Regions from separate parts of the Gossypium hirsutum genome. Here region 1 is linked to region 2. A link is a contact called in public Hi-C data. All regions are on one chromosome and are shown on one strand. The core of a region is the stretch at or near the end of the contact, and the rest is flanking DNA. Distances in the headings are between cores, read along the strand shown.

What was found. A called contact is a pair of places that touch in the nucleus more often than the background predicts.
Region 1: a Hi-C map of leaf shows a contact between it and region 2, with 1.8 times the contacts expected there. The contact joins the promoter of LOC107946060 here to the promoter of LOC107946050 in region 2. A contact is called at or near these places in 2 of 34 Hi-C or Micro-C datasets (both in leaf).

The regions. Positions count from the first base shown.
Region 1 is chrD12:44,279,347-44,283,443 of Gossypium_hirsutum_v2.1, forward strand. LOC107946060 (pectinesterase) reads right to left here and starts at 1,826. Exons shown (of 3, transcript XM_016880248.2): 1 at 930-1,826; 2 at 679-839; 3 at 1-329. The coding sequence starts at 1,750. LOC107946061 (a long non-coding RNA gene) reads left to right here and starts at 3,683. Exons shown (of 3, transcript XR_001696823.2): 1 at 3,683-3,907.
Region 2 is chrD12:44,109,134-44,113,402 of Gossypium_hirsutum_v2.1, forward strand. It overlaps LOC107946050, which reads right to left and starts at 1,753. Exons shown (of 2, transcript XM_016880230.2): 1 at 957-1,753; 2 at 1-822. The coding sequence starts at 494.

The sequences.
Region 1 (4,097 bases), core at 576-3,075, 170 kb after region 2:
AATCCCAGTGTTCTGGTTCGGGTCTGCTCTTCCTTGAGCTGTGAAAACGTTCTCTTGGTCTGGGTTTGGTTTACGAGCGTATAAACTGCAGGCTTGGAAAACGGCAGCTGCGTTGCCGAAGATGCAGTCGACGGTGCCGTATATGTCGCATTCTCGGTAGAATTGCCTGAGGGAGTGGACGTAGAGAGTGTCTTGGTAGGCTACGAAGCTGCATTTGTAGAAGGCGGAGAGGTCTGATCCACTCCTTAATGCCACGGCTTGGTTCTTGCTTGGCCCTGCTGAGTTCTCGAAGGTTATCCCCTTGGCTATGAATCCGTCGCCCATCACCGCTGAAGGACCCCATACAAACAATGATGTGAAAACCCAGTATTATTATTATGGTCCCAAAGTACATTTTGATTCCATACTTTCAAATGAAAAAACAAAAGGAGATATTTTTGTAATAATATTTGTTTTGAATTGCAATAATAAAAAATATTGATTCAACTAATTAGCAAATTATGAAATTGACCTAACAAATTAACTCAATTTACAACTCCATCGTGGGATTTCAGGGTTTTTAGAGTAAATTTACAACTCCAGTACTAAAATAATCAGTAAAGCCCTATAGTATATTAACCCTAACAAAAACACAAAATTGTAGTACTGAATTTGAAGTTTTCAAAGTTAGAAACTCACCGACTGTTGCAGAGCGGAAAGTGGTATGGCCATCGGCCACATTTCTGTTTGCCTTCACCACTGTCTTCCCTATGCCGTCTCCCACAAACATCACCATTGTTTTCTCCATTTCCACCTCTATATTTTCTAGATAAGCACCAGCTTTTATATATATCACAAACCTATAATCAATTTCAACAAAAACATTCAACAATTTAAGCTCATGATTACTCCCTCAATCAATTATGAATTTGTTAAGAAATTTAATTAACCTTTCGTAGCTGTGTATCGGAGCTGCCGCAACAGCGTCGCCGATGGTAGTGAAGTTTCCACTACCGTCTTGGGCAACTATAAGGTCGAACTCAGTTGCGTCAATTGGAGCTTGTAGAAGTTTCCGATCTTTATGCGATAACCACGCCGGGAAATATCTTCTCCGGCGACCGTATTCCGGAAAAACTTCAACGGGTTTCGATTCGTTGACACCAGGGACTTTGTTGAGCATCGCTAAAGAGTTGCTGATATGATGAGATATGTTATGTAGAGCTTCTTTGATTACGTATTTAGTTTTTCCTTTGCTACCATGGAACCCATCGAGACATGTGTACTGGTTCGTCATTGCCGCGCTTAGAAACGTCTTTATCTTATGGTAGTTCCTAGAGAGCCGTACCCTCTTCGGTTTAAGCTCGGCGAGGGCTACCCTCAGCTCGGCTAGGGTATGGTTAAAAAGCTCGATGCAATCATTTATGGCCGCCCATTCTAAGGTGGTGTTACTCTTGAGACCCTTTTCAATCTCGGTGCAGTTGGCACAAGAGAGTCTCACCTCGTCCATGGTTTGGATTAAAATTGCAGAGATAAGGTCGGGGAGTGATCTAGAAGCAAGATTTTGGAGAATGGAGACAGTGGCGACGCAAAGGTCGGGATATAAAGTGCCTTCACATGCTGTGTATGCAATTTGGAGATTATTATTGACATGAAAATGGTGGGTTTCACTAGTTTCAGGGCTCTTTTCCAAAGGAACTATCAAAGAAATGAGGACCAACACAAGTAAAAGAACAAGTATGATCTTATTAGATCTTCCACTTAGATCGTACATGCTAGTTTTCAATGTTGAAAAATGGAAGAGAAGTAGAGAACAGAGAGTGGAGGAGTGAGTTTATACACACATATATACATACAAATACAGGTGTTTGTATATCTTACATTTTTACAGACCTTAATCATATATATATTTGGTAATGTGTCATAACGGGTTTAATTGAGATTAACACTCATAGTCAGTGCGGACCATTTCAATATCTTACAATAAATCTTTACAAATAAGATCACAATATAAACAATTTTACGGTAAAAAGGGAATTTTGATTTAGTAAAACCGTTTCATAAAATCTTTCCTCAACAATACACGAGTAGATTGCGAACTAAAAGCCTTTTCTTTTCTTTTCCTTTTTTTAATGTCAAGAGAATCCCTTAAACTAAAACATTATATGTGAATAACTGTCCACACGTACGATAATGAATATGGAAACTTTTGTCAAGTAATTAAGGTTCCTCTTTCAATTATTCTAGGATACATCCCTGCCTTTCTTCCCGTTCCCGGAAAATAAAGTTTTATATTAATATATAATAAATTCTGTGAATTGAGCAATTTATATTATTAATATTATAATAATTTGGAGGATGTGAGTTTCAACACACTCAAGTATGTATTATCTCTATTATTTTACAGATAGAAGGATTAGACTTTATTTAGACATTGAATAATATATATACATACAAAAGTGTTATTATATGGATTTAAAATTAAAACTAAATTATCTTGAAATATTATAGGAAATGTGACATAACTTAATACTTAATAAAAGAATGTAAAATAATCAAAACATATGTTGATGGTGTCATAAAAATATGTATGTGTACATGACAAACATCATGTGTTAAAATCTATATAATGTGAATATAACAAGAACTTATGTTTTTTCTTCAAATTGAATATGTACGATAAATTAGGTAAAATATGATAAAAATTGATATATAATACTAATAAAAATAATAATTTCTCAATTTTGAATAATTATGACAAATTGTATAAAATATTTTACAAAATGAAAGTAATATAAGCGTGACTCAGATGCACAATGTGGCAAAATATAAATACAATTAATTTCTAAGCAGGAGCGACTCCATAAATTCTTTTAGGAGTTAAAATTGAATAAATTTTTTTTAAAAGGATTAAACATAATGTATTAATTTATTATTCATCATTTTAAAGAATTAAATATATATATTTTTATTTTTGGAGACCAAAATGTAATTTTATCATAAATTAATTTTTTAACTTTATCATTTTATAGAAAACTTAAATATCAATTTTCTATTTGAGGGGAGGCAAGGCTCTGCCACTTCAAATTCACCTCTATTTCTAAGATGTGAAATTTATATATATATATATTAAGAAAAACATAGACATGACAAAGTTATTCTAAATATGGATGAACAAGAATATAATACCGGATTTATGATTGCATCAAAATATACATAAAATTAATTAGTAATGTGTAAAACTTCAAAAAATAACATGAACACAACAAAAAAATATATGCATATATATAATTAATTAATAAAGTTTAAAAATTAGATAAGTTTACATTAAAAAATAATAAAGCAAACACCTAATATAAAATTTTCTTTTTCTTAATTTTTTAAAAATATTATTCTTAATGTCCTTTTTTTTTTTTTGTGAAAAGAAAACATCAATTACATAAAACAACCATTCATGTTATCCACTTGTAGTAAATCTAAAATAACCTTAGAAGCCTTATCAATAACTTGTAAACTTTTTTTTTTTTTGAATAATATGACTGGGTTATTATAAATAAAGAGTCAAACCAATAAAATGCCCAAGAAGTTTGGGCTTAGTTCCTACTGTCAACAAACATAAAACAAAAATAAAACAAAAAATGGGCTACAAAGTTTGCCCCATGGAAACTGACCCTAAAAAGCAAATCAGAAGATGAAAAATCAAGAACAGTAATTAATACCCAGTCAAATGTAACAGCTAGACGCAATTAAAATCCCATCTTTTCATGTTGAATTGTCACAGCTGTTCAGAGGATAACAGTTATCAAAAAGATTTTTCTTCAGTCTGTTATCATTTTCAAATCTCTTTCTTTTAGAAAACTCTTTAGTCCGGGTTCCTTGCCCATTCCTCCTGCAGACATCCTTCATTGCAAATCAGCTCATTTCCAACCAGGTTCCTCTCTTCCCCTTTTGTTAATGCTTCTTTCGCTAGTTTAGGGGATTGATAATTTTCTGATTTTTGAATAAACTGGAAAATAATTTCTTGAAATCGAGAACTATGACTCTGAATATCTCTGATAACCGCTCCAATAATCGACTTATCCATATCTGTCGCTTGACATTTTTTGATGACTGTCTTCGAA
Region 2 (4,269 bases), core at 503-3,002:
TGAAGGCATTTATCCTTCAAATGTCCATAAGTACCACAGTGATAGCAAATAATTGGTAGAGACTCATATTTTACACGATGAATTCTTTTAGCTATCCTGATTTTCAAAACAAGAGGTTTAAGCAAGTTGACGTGCACAACAAATCCTGCAAATTGGCCTCGTGATCCCTTGTCAATTTGGAGATCAATCTTTATGAATGTGTCAATCATTTCTCCAATTTCATGGAGAATGCTCTTTTTGTATAACGTTCCTGACAATCCCGGTATACAAATCCATGCAACAACTTTGTGGAGGTATGATTGTAGCGTTGTGAAACTAGGAAACCGTGGTTGAACTATCAAATAGTGTCCAAAGATCACCCATTGACCCTTGGATAGAATATTCGTATAATCCTCCATTGACTCAAACTTTGCCAAGAAATAGTCATTCTTGACATCCATCAATTGAAATCTGTGTCGGTTTCCATAAGGAACACATTTTTTTCCATAAGGCATTATATCCAATCATCCTCCCAAGCAATTTTACAACTACCATTCTGGCCATACTTTTTTCAAAGTGAATAAACACGTTCAGAAAAATCAATGGATGAAACATTATCCACTATCTCTTTTTTGACATCTTCCTCTGTTAGTTCAATATCATCCTCAACCCAGGATTCCTTTTTAGATTCAGTCTCTAGTGATGAATTCAATACCATGTTTCTAAAGGAAACCTTTTTAGGGACATCAAAATCCATCTGAACAGCCTCCCCTCCTCATCTGGCGGCTCATCCTCCTTTCGTCGGACCTTCTTAATAACCTTACCAATGCTCTCGTTCATGACCTGTAACATTTTGAAATCTTATTAATAAAAGTTATTAAATCAAAACTGTAATAGCCCAATATTGCCCGACCCGATAAATAAGTAAAACCAATACAAAAACAAAATTAAAAACCCAATTAGCCTAAGCCCAATACCCTAGCCCAACTAGCCTAAACCAGAAATCAGCGAACCCTGGCAGCATTCAGCCTCCACCGCCGCAGCAGAGCCAAGCCTCCTCCTCGCGCATGGTGCGTCTGCACGCGTGTAGTGCCTCCGTGCCAAATCCACGTGAGCCTCCGTACTTGCTCCAGGCTGGTATTGTACCTACACAATAGAAGCAACAAACCAGCGACGCAAAGAAAAACAAAAAATAGCAACCAAATAACGAAATAGCAGAAGGGGGATTTTTGTATTTCTATTCTATTTTTTTCGGCTATATAAGCCAAGATTCAAACCATGTATGAGGTTACACACGGATACAAAAAAGGGCAGAGAATCGAATGTAAAAAAAAGAGGGAGGCAGATTGTATCAAAAAAAAATCAATACAAAAAAGGTTGTTTTTTTCATTCGGTTTTCCGATTGCTTTTCTTTTTTGTTTGTTTTGTTATTTCATACATATACAAGAATATATATAGAACAAGGAAAAGAAAAAAGGAAAAGGGTTGATAAACCTTACCTGGATCGGTGCGTTGCCGAATCCCACCTCCGTTCAGGCCAAGATTGAATAGGCAGGGGGTTTTCGACACTGAAGCGACGCAGAGGGGGTGAAGGCTAATGTCTGTTTGTTAACATATGTTTTTAGGGTTTAAAGGGGGTTTTATTTGGTGCATAAAATGGTGCCGTATTGGTCGTTTGATAGCCCTCGACCCGCGCGGTGACCGGACCCGAGGGGAGGATCCGCGCGTTTTGGGTCTGAGGGGCTATTTGCGCATTGAATCCCTCTGCATTTTGTTTTCACTTCAATTTGGTTTTTCTTAAGTTCTTAATTGCTGCCTTATGTCTGATTCGGATTCCAATTGGATCCACGAGCGAACGATGTCGTTTTATCAATTGGATCTAAATGTTCTAATTTTGCATTTAATTGCTACATTGGTCCTTGTATTTTAAGTAGATTTTAAATTCGCCCTTTCAGATTTTTGTTTAATCTTAATGTAATGATTTTAACTATTATTATTGTTTCATTTTCTCTTTAATTACATTATTATTATTATTATTATTTTCTTCTCTTCTTTAAATTATGTTTTATTTCTAATTTAGTTTTTATTAATTTAATTTTAAATCTAATTAGTGCATATTTTTGACATGGTTTTTTAGGATCTAGTATTATTTATTGTTTAATCTTAACATTGCTTTAAATTTATCCTTAGTTTTATTTTGATATCATATACTATTATTTTAAATTATTATTGACATGTTTTAAATTTATCATACATTTTTATATATCTATTATATATTTTTATCTTCAAACTTGACATATTACTATTTGATTTGTTATTTATCAATATGTATATTTTTATAAAGATTTTGGTATAATTTGTATATATTTTAATGTTTTGTTTAGGTTATAGCTTAAAATTCATTTTTGTATATCTATATGCTAAATGTTTGTATAAATCTTTATACAATTTTCTTAAGGTTGTTATTCTCTTATTTCAAGTTTATTTTGAGTCCATGCGTGCAATTTATTTTAAAACTTTTATATGTAGGACATTTTTTCATTCTTTATTATCTTGGTGTATTTTTAATTGATGATAGATTTGTTTAGCTTTTGAACATCAATGTTGATATTTGTATAACACTTATTTATTTGTTTTAGTTTAAGTTTAGATTGTATTTCATATTCTATATTGTATGTATTGTTATCCAATCACGTTCCTTTTTACGAGAATTGTATTTTATTAATGCACTATAGTTGTTTTATTGCTTAATTCCTAAAAGCTCGATGTTCATAAGTTCTCGAAAGAATCGCGCCTTAACTTACTAGGCTTTGATTCTTCCCGATGAATTTAGATATTCGAGTGTTCAATTTATTAAAATCATTCAATTTTAAAACTAAGCATTTGAGATTTCAAAGTGTTGAATCCTAACTTAATGGATGTGACATTTTGCTATCTCGATTTTTAAAATAAAGGAAAAGTTTGATATTTGGAATCTTCGAAGGAATTGAGCCCTAACGTATTGGGTTCCAATTTTCCTCATTGAATCTAAATAATCGAAGATTTTCTTCAATCAAAACACATAAATAAAAGCTCATTCTCGGGAATTCGATACGCCGTGTCCTAATGTATTGGACATGACATGTTGATTCCTCAATATGAGAATTTTTAAAATAATAATAAAGGCAATATTCGATATTTAGGAATTTTGTGAAATCGAGCCCTAACTTACTGGGTCTTGATTTTCTCATTTAATCCAAATAATCGGATATCCTTCTCAAAACGCATAGGTCAAGAGATAAATTTAATTTTGAGGATTTAAAATGTTGCACTCAAACTTACTGAGTGTGACGATTTATTTCTTTGAAATAAGGGAATCTCATCGACCAATTTATTTTATTCAAATTTTCTTTTCCAAGGATCGCGTTTTAAAATCTTTTCAAAACTTCGACATTAAGACATTAAACAATTTATTCGATACCAATTTTGGGCGTTACGAGGGTGCTAACCCTTTCTCGTGCGTAACCGACTCCCGAACCTGTTTTCTCAAAATTCGCAGACCTAAAATTATTTTCAAGGTGATCCGATCACACCACAATAAAAGATTGGTGGCGACTCCCATTCTTATTTTTAAAAGTCGATCCCCGTTTTTCAAATAAAAAAGAATGGTTTCGACAAAAAACTGTCAAACTTTTACATTTAAAATTTCCAAAAAAAAAACGGCATGGTAACTATTTTTAATAATTGTTACTTACAATTCTTTTTAATGGCATTTAATTATTTTTATTTGGTTTACTTCATATATATTTTAGAGTCCATGTTTGGGGTTATCCCTCCCTACAATGTTTGTTCCCAAGGTTCGAACCTGAGTCTTCCTCTTAAGAGTGCAATATGTCTTATCATTACACCAACCACTTGTTGATAATTTATGGCATTTAATTCAATATCATGCTTTTCAATATTCTAATTTCTGATATATTGCCGAATTAAAATTTGAAATTAGTGCAATTTCGAAGGTCAATCATTAATTTAATGTTTCCTAAAATACATCTTTAACATTAGTATACGCATTATTTTTTGGCCATGAAATTTATAAAATATTTCTTCAATTAGGGAATTATTTGGTTTCACATTTAACCATATACAATTATGGTAATTTATGGAAACCTATATAAATCAATATTTGTCAACATCTTCCCATCATTATCTCATTTGATGAATTTTCCCATTAGTATTTCACAACCAATTATTCATAGCATATTAAATTCATATAACTTTTTATGTTTTATATCAATGGAGTAAACAACCTAA